Regions from separate parts of the Mus musculus genome. Here all the other regions are linked to region 1. The links are chromatin contacts, called in public Hi-C and promoter capture Hi-C maps. All regions are on one chromosome and are shown on one strand. The core of a region is the stretch at or near the end of the contact, and the rest is flanking DNA. Distances in the headings are between cores, read along the strand shown. Region 1 holds the start of Ankrd13d (ankyrin repeat domain 13 family, member D). Region 2 holds the start of Map4k2 (mitogen-activated protein kinase kinase kinase kinase 2). Region 3 holds the start of Vegfb (vascular endothelial growth factor B).

Region 1 (2,780 bases), core at 103-2,602:
TGACCCTTGGCAGAGGTTGAGACACAGATGGTGGGAAAGCGTCTCGCACAACCTAGATACTCCTCCAAGGCCAGGCTTATCACAGGAAGACGGAGCGCCTGTTATACCCCACTTCTTTACTCTATGGTAATACCTGACGGAGTTTGTTGAGCAGTTCTGGAATGCCAGCCAACCTCTGTGTGGCCCTCTGGAAGTCCCGATACTGGAGTACCAACTGTACCATCTCAGGGTCTCCAGTGCTGACTGCCTCCTGCAGGACTGGAGATGAGCAACTGCTGGGGTAGCCCTCTTAGCGCCCCCAGGCACGGTTACTTACTCCCCCTGCCCCCCATTCACCAACCTGGAAGCTAGTCTCAAGGGAGGACCCTCTGCCCTGCACAGTACCTGCCCAGCCCTGGTGGCTCTCTTTGCCCACGTTGGCATTATGTCGGAGGAGGACTCTCACAGACTCCAAGTTCCCCAAGGTCACAGCAAGCTCCAGGGGGGTTCGCCCTTGGGGGTCCTCCTGCTCAATGTCGTGCTAAGGGAGATGGGTCACTCAATACAAGGCAAGAGAGGGCCAAAGCAAGGAGGTCACTGGATTGAAAAGGGCTGGAGTTACTATGGGTAACCAGGTCAGTGAGAAGATAAGAGTGTGGCCTATGTGGACTGGAAAGTGTCGGGGTAAAGGGGACAGTAAGGGCCAGTGGGAAGGAACTGCTCATTTCTTCTGCCCTCTGCTATCCAGAGTTGAGGGCCTGGTGGTGGAGTCTAGCAAGACAGATTCAGGCTAGGGATGCTGAGAGTTTAGACCAGCTTGAGGGCTAGAACACGGTTCTTGTCCTCATTCTAGCTCAGAGGTGATGAGGGTGAATCCTGAGCTTAACGCAATACGAAGGGGGCAGATAGCAGAGCAAGGCCCAACCAAGGGAGATGCGCTAAACAAATGCTCAAGCTCGAGGGCAGGTGACCAGGGATTTGGAAAGAGCTGGACCTAAGGAGTCAGGATGCAGCTGCGGAGCACAGCAGGGGCGGTGAGCTGCGGAGTAGATTCCGTACTTTGGCACCGGGGCTTGGGGAGGAAACCAACCGAATCGGATCCCCTTCAGGGCCTCACCTTGCGGCTGTGCAGTGCGGCCTCCAGTTCGCGGTGCCGGTTCGCCCAGACTAGCCGGTGCAGCGGGAAGGTGGGGCCCAGGCCGGCCATGCTGGGCTTCAGCACCGCATCCCGAGCGAAAGGCCCAGCCCTTCTTGGCCTGCGCCTGGCACGTCCCCTGCTCCTCCGCTCTGAGCCGCACCTCAGCCGCACCCGCTGCAGCCCCGCGGACCCCTGCTAGAAGCCGCCGCAGCAAGAGCGAAGGCGGCAGGGAGGGCGGGGCGGGGATCTGGGGGCGGGGCTACATGGAGTTAGGGCGTGGCGTCGGGCTTCGCACACCCTCGCCTCCCGTAGCTACGGCAACCACTGCAGGCCTGCGCGCTGGGGGCGGGCGGAGTGTGTGTGGGGTGCTGTCCAGTCTCCAGGGCAACCACATGCGCCCCAGGAACAGCCGGAACTTCATTTTGAAGCGCCATGGTCGGTGGGGTTGTTCCGGAGGGCGGGGCATAGCTGCAGCTCCACCCGTGCCCGCAGGGGGCGCCCCAGGCCCTGGGCAAATCTCTTAGTGGTCAGAAAGGTGAGGGAGGAGGGAACGGAAGGGGAGTGGGGTAGGCTCGGTGGCACTGGGATTGGGCCAGGGTCTGTTGTTCTTGCAGCCCCCCCCGCCCCCACCCCCCCCCACCCCCGCTGACAATGTGTCCTTCTGTCTAGCCCACTCCTGAGTTCCATCAGCACCGACTTGTCTTTTATAGGCGGGTGGGATGGGAAATCTTGACCTCATCCCTGCCAGCACAGGCGCTTAGCTTCTGGAGATGGGCACCCCGCAGCAACCCCTAATGCTGACCAGTCAAAGCTTTCTTTCCCGAGGATCTGTCTGGCCTTGATGCCTGGAAGACAGCAAGGAATCAGGAACAGGAATATTGTTGGGGTTGGGGGACATAAGCTCAGCTTCCTGGCTGGGTGATCGGCCAGGGTGCACGCTACCACCACAGGAGTCCATTTTGCAGAGGCTGCATTTTACTGCCAACAGGGAAGGAAGGAGAATTTCGAAACAAGGCTGGCACTTCCACTCACACAGGATCTAGGGTTCAAGCAGCCAGCCAGCTTAGTTGGGACCCTTGGTTATCTTCAGTCCTACCATGGGTTCTCTGATCCTGGTCTTGCTGGGTGGCGAGGGGGTAAACCAGACTTTCCAAAACTGACTCTGGTCTGTTTCTCTATTTTTAAATCTTACATTCATTTTTGTGTGGGGGTGCTCATGAGTGTGGAGGTGAAAAACCAACTTTTGAGAGTTGGTTCTCTCCCATCCTTTAACTCAGGTTGTCAGGTTTGGCAGCAAACACCTTCATCGGATGGCTCCACCTCCCTATCTGTTAAACTTAGTGTGATGGAGAAAGGCCATCTAACTGAGGTTCCCTTCCTGCCCAAGGATGTCCTCATCTCTTCAGCCTGATTGCCACCTTTCTCCCTGCGATCGGGTGGTTTATAGCAGTCCGGGATCTAGGCTACCCACCGTGTGTGCTGTGGTCAGGTCATCTACGATGTCTGGACTTTGGGAGGAACTCAAGGCCCTGAGCTTCTAAAGGTCCAGAGCTCTGCAGTTAGGTCCTGCTGGTCTCTGCTTCTGTCAGAGACTTCCTCCTCAGCATCGTCACCCTGGCCCTGGACGGCCTAGGACTTGCTGCAGTCTTGAGCATCTCTCCGC
Region 2 (2,750 bases), core at 30-2,529, 2.1 Mb after region 1:
TAGGAAAACGTCAGGGACTGTCCCAGGTACTACCCGCGGTGGCCAGGAAGTCGGCAATGCTGCTCAGGCTCCAGCACCTGCAGCATCGCCACCCCCAGAGGGCCCAGTGCTCACTTTCCAGAGTGAGAAGATGAAAGGCATGAAGGAGCTACTGGTGGCCACCAAGATCAACTCGAGCGCCATCAAGCTGCAACTCACGGCACAGTCGCAAGTGCAGATGAAGAAACAGAAAGTGTCCACACCCAGCGACTACACACTCTCTTTCCTAAAGCGGCAGCGCAAGGGCCTCTGAACTCTGATTCTGTGGCAAGGCCCCAGGCCTGCCCTCACTCCCAGCAGGCTTCACCCTCATCCTCTAATTCAAGCCTAGACTCCGCCCTCAGTCCTAGGGGACCCAGAGCTGTCCTGCAGTGACTAGGAGCCTTCATTTAGCCCCTCTTCAGGCCCCAGAGCCCTGGCTCAGTTCTTAGAATGTAGGTGTCATCCCCACCAGCCGGCCAATTGGAACCTCATTGTAGGTCCAATCCCCCGAAATTCAGTGGACCATGACAGGAGCCCAAGTCACGCCTGAACAGTAGGGCATTCCTCCCACTTGGGGGCTAGATTGACCTTAGCCCCAGAGCACAGTTGCTACCTGGAAACCAAGGACCATTCAGTCCCTAGGGGTAGATTTCCGCACTTTATATAGAGTTCCATCCTTTGGGAATCCAAATCCCTTACCCCAAAGAACTTACATATTGCTGCCCGAATTTGGAAATCTTCCTCGTCTCCCTAGCCCCTGAGTACAGGACATGAAGCTCCGACTCTTATCTGTGAATACTGAGCCTCGCCCCCTTCCTGACCAAACTGGCGCAAGAACAGAGCAGGACCTCTTCCAGCCCTCTGGGAACCTCCCTGAGGTCCCAGGAGGAAATCTGCACGGGGTGGGGGAGGGCCAGCCTCTTCCTGTTTTGTACATAGATTTATTTTTCAGTTCCAAGAAAGATAAATGCATTTTGTTAAGAAAAAAGAGAGATGTATGTATGTGTTTCATCTGAGAAATCGGGGATGGGGCGGGAGTGGATATCTGCTTTTGCTGTTTTAGGATTTTGAACTTTATGCTCTGCACCTGTAGCGCGGCGAGAATTGGGAGGGGTACCTAAGCTCCGCCCCTGCTTCTGGGACTTCCCCGCGCAACCAGGGCGCCTCCTCTCGGCCAGGCGGGCGGCGGGGCAGCCCCGGGCTGGCCCCGCCCCGGGCTGGCCCCGCCCCTACGGCCTCCGAGTCTCGGCGCTGCCCCTGCCTGCCCGCTCGCTTCGCCCCGCCCCACCCCGCGCCGCTCCGCGCCGGCTCCGCAGCTTGCGCCCGCCGGCGGGTCCGGCGCCGGGCCATGGCGCTGTTGCGGGACGTGTCGCTGCAGGATCCGCGGGACCGCTTCGAGCTGCTACAGCGTGTGGGGGCCGGGACCTATGGCGACGTTTACAAGGTGCGCTGAGCGGGGCTGCGGGACGGGCGGGAGCGCAGGAGGAGGGTGCATCTTCACGTCCCGCCGCGGGAACCCCGGCCCCGCCCCCTCCTCACCCCGCTTCTCGCCCCTAGGCCCGTGACACCGTCACGTCCGAACTGGCCGCGGTGAAGATCGTCAAGCTAGACCCAGGTGTGGGCCCGGGTGGGGCCTCTGTGCTCCTGGGAGGCGGGCGGGTGAGCTGGCGGGGGCAGAGAGTTAACATTTTCTAGACCCCCCCGTGAAGCCGACCCCAGGAGAAACTAAGGTTTGGCACCTGCTCGGCAAGGAGAGAAATACTCTATGCTCATTTTGCACATAGGGACAGAGTCTAGGCTATTCGTTCCCCCCCCCCCCCCATAATGCCTTGTGCTCCCCAGGGGACGACATCAGCTCTCTTCAGCAGGAAATCACCATCCTTCGTGAATGCCGCCACCCCAATGTCGTGGCCTACATCGGCAGCTACCTCAGGTGAGGTTGTTTATCCTCTTACCCTCTTGTGCCTTGCATTGTGCCACCCCAGCTCTCTGTCTCCCCAGGAATGACCGATTGTGGATCTGTATGGAGTTCTGTGGAGGAGGGTCACTGCAGGAGATTTACCACGGTGAGATCCAGACTCCATGGACATGGCCTTTCCCGATCCCAACATAGGGGTAGGAAGGCATCCTTCTGGCTGCACTTGGACTCCTCTTAGCTTCTGACTGGCTGTGTGACCTTGAGAGAAATACTATCCTCCTCTGGGCTCAGTTTCCCAGCCTGAGTCTGGAAGAAATTTGGCTAACATCACTTTGCTGTAGTGGTGCCTGCTGCTCCCCACTCTGCAGGGTGGGTAGGGAGGGTCAGCATATCCCTCAGGCTCTTTCTCTTCAGCCCCCATTCTGTATGTTTCAGCCACTGGGCCCCTGGAAGAACGGCAGATTGCCTATGTTTGCCGGGAGGCACTGAAGGTATGGGGCTCATAGGCAGCACCCATTTTGGAATCCTCAGGAGTGTGGGCCCAACACATCTGGCCAGTGGGAGATTGGGACCTTGGGATGGGCTGACTCAGGGGGTGGAGGTCCTAGCAGGAGGGGGCCCCCCAGTTCTGTTGCCGGAAGCAGCCTATTTCCCTCTTGGCTCATTCACTTCCTGCTTGGGGAGAGGGGTGGAGGAAGCAGCTTGGGTGGGGGGCCCAGTCCTGAGGAGGGGCTCAGAAGAGATAATTAGTGCAAAGCAGCTGTCCTCAGAGACTTCTGTTTGTCTCCAGGGGCTCCACCACCTGCATTCT
Region 3 (3,036 bases), core at 494-2,993, 2.7 Mb after region 1:
CCTACTACTTCTGGCTCTACTCTCAGTCACCTGGTCCCTACTAAGTAAGGTACAAGCCCATGCCTGGTACCCCCACCCCATGCTACACTTTGTGACCTGGACCTGGCTGGCACCTGCATTCACATTGGCTGTGTTCTTCCAGGGACATCTCCCCCAGCTGACTGCTCGGGTACTGGATCATGAGGATCTGTGCTCAGGAGAACGAGGAAGAGACAGTGAGTGGTGGGGGGCAGGGCCAGAAAAAGACAGAGGAAGGGGATACTAGATAGGCTAGAGAAAGAATGACCAGAAATTCCCACCTCCAGCACGCCCCTCCCTGGGTTGGCCCAGCCCATAGGACATCACTGTCCCATCAACACACCTGACCCATAGGCCCTGGTACCTGCATTCGGACTTGGTGTTGCCCAGTGGGCACACATTCCAGGCCATCGTCAGGGCAGCAGCCACCACAGCGCTGCACAGTCACACAGCTGGGCACTAGTTGTTTGACCACATTGCCCATGAGTTCCATGCTCAGAGGCACCACCACCTCCCTGGGCTGGCATGTGGCACGTGCATAAACGTCTATCCATGGCACCACTGTGGGCAGACCCAGATGGATTAAGTTCTTATCAGGTCTCCTGAAGCTCCTCTGAGCATGTAGCCTCTCTGATACCCTATCACCACCACCCCAACCATCTTTTAAACCTGTCTTTCTCTGCCTTGTTTCTCAAGAAATGATTAAGCCCTCTGCCTCAGTTTCTTCCTCTATGGAATGGTATCGCCCAAAGGAGTTGGGATCACGCAAGATAAGGGATATGAAATCAGAGCAAGTGCTAACCCCTCTTAGTACTGGCTGGTGGCAAGTTATTGTTAACTATTATTACCTTTCTTCTGGTGGCTGGGGCCATCAAACTGGGACACAGGGGCCTGTGGGAAAGAAGATACCTGGGCCCAAGATGCACTCTAAAAGGGCTGGCCCTGTGGCTATGTAAGGGCTCCGTCCTTGAGTCAGGCTTCTGCGCCTTTCTGACACCTTTCCAGATTTATTCTGTTCCCAAGACCTTGGTTCTAATTTTTCTTGTATACTCAGACATCTGGTACTTTCCCTGGCCCAAGACCCACCAGGCATACTCTGGGAATGGTACTAAAGCCCAAGCCTTAGCGCTGGGCTTGTTTTAGGTCAGGAGCCAGGATAGTGGGAGACAAACGAGGTTCGGAGGGCACGGAGGCAGCTCCGCCCTACAACCGCCCAGGGGATGGGGTGAGGTGGGGGAGTGGCCCCAGGGGCATGGGCTAGGACTAGCGGGCCTTCGCCAAGGGGCACCTCTTAAGGGATATTCCCGGTTTGAACTGAGGATCCCCTCGACAGAGGTAGCAGGCGCCTCCCCACTTCCGCCAACCTTGAGAGGGCACCGCGGGCGGGCGGGCGAGCTAGCGAGCGGGATGTCGCGGACGCACGTACCTGGGTGCGAGCCAGCTGCAGCAGTGCAACAAGCAGCAGGCGACGGAGCAGGGGGCTCATGGTGCCCGCGGGGGGCGAGCGCCGGGAGCGCCCGCATGGCCCTAGCCCGGCGGCGTGGGGGGCGGCGGCAGCCAGAGCCCCATGGCGCGGGCCCGGGGACCCGGGGCGGGGCGCAGGGGGCGGCTCCTCCGCGGCCCCCTCCCGAGCCCTGGGCGCAGGCAGCGCAACGCAGCGCCGCAGCGACGGCCTGAGGAACAAGACAGGCAGGCGGCCTGTAGTGGCGGCGGTGGTGGCCGGGACGGCGGGCAACGGGGACGGCGGGGGGTGGCAGGGGGCCTGGCCGGGGCTGGCGGGCAAGAGGCTCATGTGACCTAAACACGCGCTCCCCACCGGGCCGCGGGCGGAGGCGGGGCGGGGGCGGAGCCGGTCCCCTCCAAACGCCCCCTCCCGCCGCTGCAGGGGAAAGGGGACACACCGCCCTGGAGGCCGAGCTCCGGGGGTCGCTGCCTCACGAGGGGAGGGGTGAGGAGATGCGTGACCTGAAGGACCGAATCGGACAGGCGTCTGAAAATGAGTTTATTGCACGTGTAGTTCTGGACAGGCAGCAGGGAGAGGACCAATGAAGGTCCCATTTAGTTAAGCCTCTCAGGGGCTTGTGTCCTGGGGCATGATCCTGGAGCTTTCTGGAGGCAGGGAGGGTTCTGCCCGAGGCTGCTGCCTCTGCTGGCGCTCCTGCTGAATCCTGGCTCTGTTGGCCCTGGAAAGAAAAACAGGATCAGGACAGACATCCTGGAGGGTGGTGCTGAAGCAGGAAGCAAAGTCAGAGCAGTGACAGACCTGGCCCTGGCCCGAGTGTCATTGTAGATGGCTGTAATGATCCGGTCCTTTTCATCCATGAAGCTGCGATGCACCTGCTCCAGCTTCCTGTGAAGGAATTGCAGTTAACTCCGAGTCTCCGAACTCTGGTGTCCCTCAAACCCTGGTCCTTGACCAGGTTCTAGCATCTCTCACACAACTTTACATCTCTCTCTATAACAGACACCAAGTGGCCCAAGTCCCAGAACTAGGTGGCACCCTAAGTCACTGGCTGTCCTGTGAAGAAGGTTGGTGAAACAGCTCTGAAATCAGGTTGCCTCTCCCAGAAGACTAGAAAGGGGGCATATTTAGGTAATCTCCATTGCTAGATACTACGGACAATGGGCTCCATCCTTTGGGTTTCTATGCCACAGAAAACTGGTATGACAGCATGCATTCGAGTGTATGGTGAGGTCCTGGCAGCTACCATGGACTGTCACTGTTATACGGCACTTGTCCTTCCTCGCTCTTTCTTTCTTTTCTTTTATTTTTTTTTATGGTTTTTTGAGACAGGTTTTCTCTGTATAGCCTTGGCTGTCCTGGAACTCACTTTGTAGACCAGGCTGGCCTCGAACTCAGAAATCCACCTGCCTTTGCCCCCCAAGTGCTGGGATTAAAGGCGTGCACCACCACTGCCTGGCCCTCTTTCTTTCTATATTGAGACACAGTTTAATGTAGCCTAGGCTAGCCTCAAACTCCATATGTAACCAAAGATGACCCTGAACTTAAAAAATTTG

The links. Hi-C and Micro-C count contacts between places; a contact is called where the count stands out from the background. Capture Hi-C pulls out chosen DNA fragments and counts their contacts.
Region 2: a contact with region 1 is called in a Hi-C map of B cells, with 7 read pairs. A contact is called at or near these places in 1 of 484 Hi-C or Micro-C datasets (B cells), 1 of 130 datasets of targeted methods (double positive thymocytes) and 1 of 9 other capture datasets (liver).
Region 3: a promoter capture Hi-C map of liver shows a contact between it and region 1, with 5 times the contacts expected there. A contact is called at or near these places in 1 of 39 promoter capture datasets (liver), 1 of 130 datasets of targeted methods (astrocytes) and 1 of 9 other capture datasets (liver).

The regions. Positions count from the first base shown.
Region 1 is chr19:4,281,785-4,284,564 of GRCm38.p6, forward strand. Ankrd13d (ankyrin repeat domain 13 family, member D) reads right to left here and starts at 1,353. Exons shown (of 15, transcript NM_026720.2): 1 at 1,097-1,353; 2 at 385-520; 3 at 134-258. The coding sequence starts at 1,186.
Region 2 is chr19:6,339,881-6,342,630 of GRCm38.p6, forward strand. It overlaps Map4k2 (mitogen-activated protein kinase kinase kinase kinase 2), which reads left to right and starts at 1,280. Exons shown (of 32, transcript NM_009006.3): 1 at 1,280-1,465; 2 at 1,579-1,636; 3 at 1,864-1,954; 4 at 2,023-2,087; 5 at 2,375-2,430; 6 at 2,730-2,750. The coding sequence starts at 1,370. It overlaps Men1 (multiple endocrine neoplasia 1), which reads left to right. Exons shown (of 10, transcript NM_001168489.1): 10 at 1-1,014. The coding sequence ends at 292.
Region 3 is chr19:6,985,908-6,988,943 of GRCm38.p6, forward strand. Vegfb (vascular endothelial growth factor B) reads right to left here and starts at 1,744. Exons shown (of 7, transcript NM_001185164.1): 1 at 1,445-1,744; 2 at 867-909; 3 at 383-579; 4 at 114-187. The coding sequence starts at 1,504. It overlaps Dnajc4 (DnaJ heat shock protein family (Hsp40) member C4), which reads right to left. Exons shown (of 7, transcript NM_001357001.1): 6 at 2,282-2,368; 7 at 2,004-2,201. The coding sequence ends at 2,090.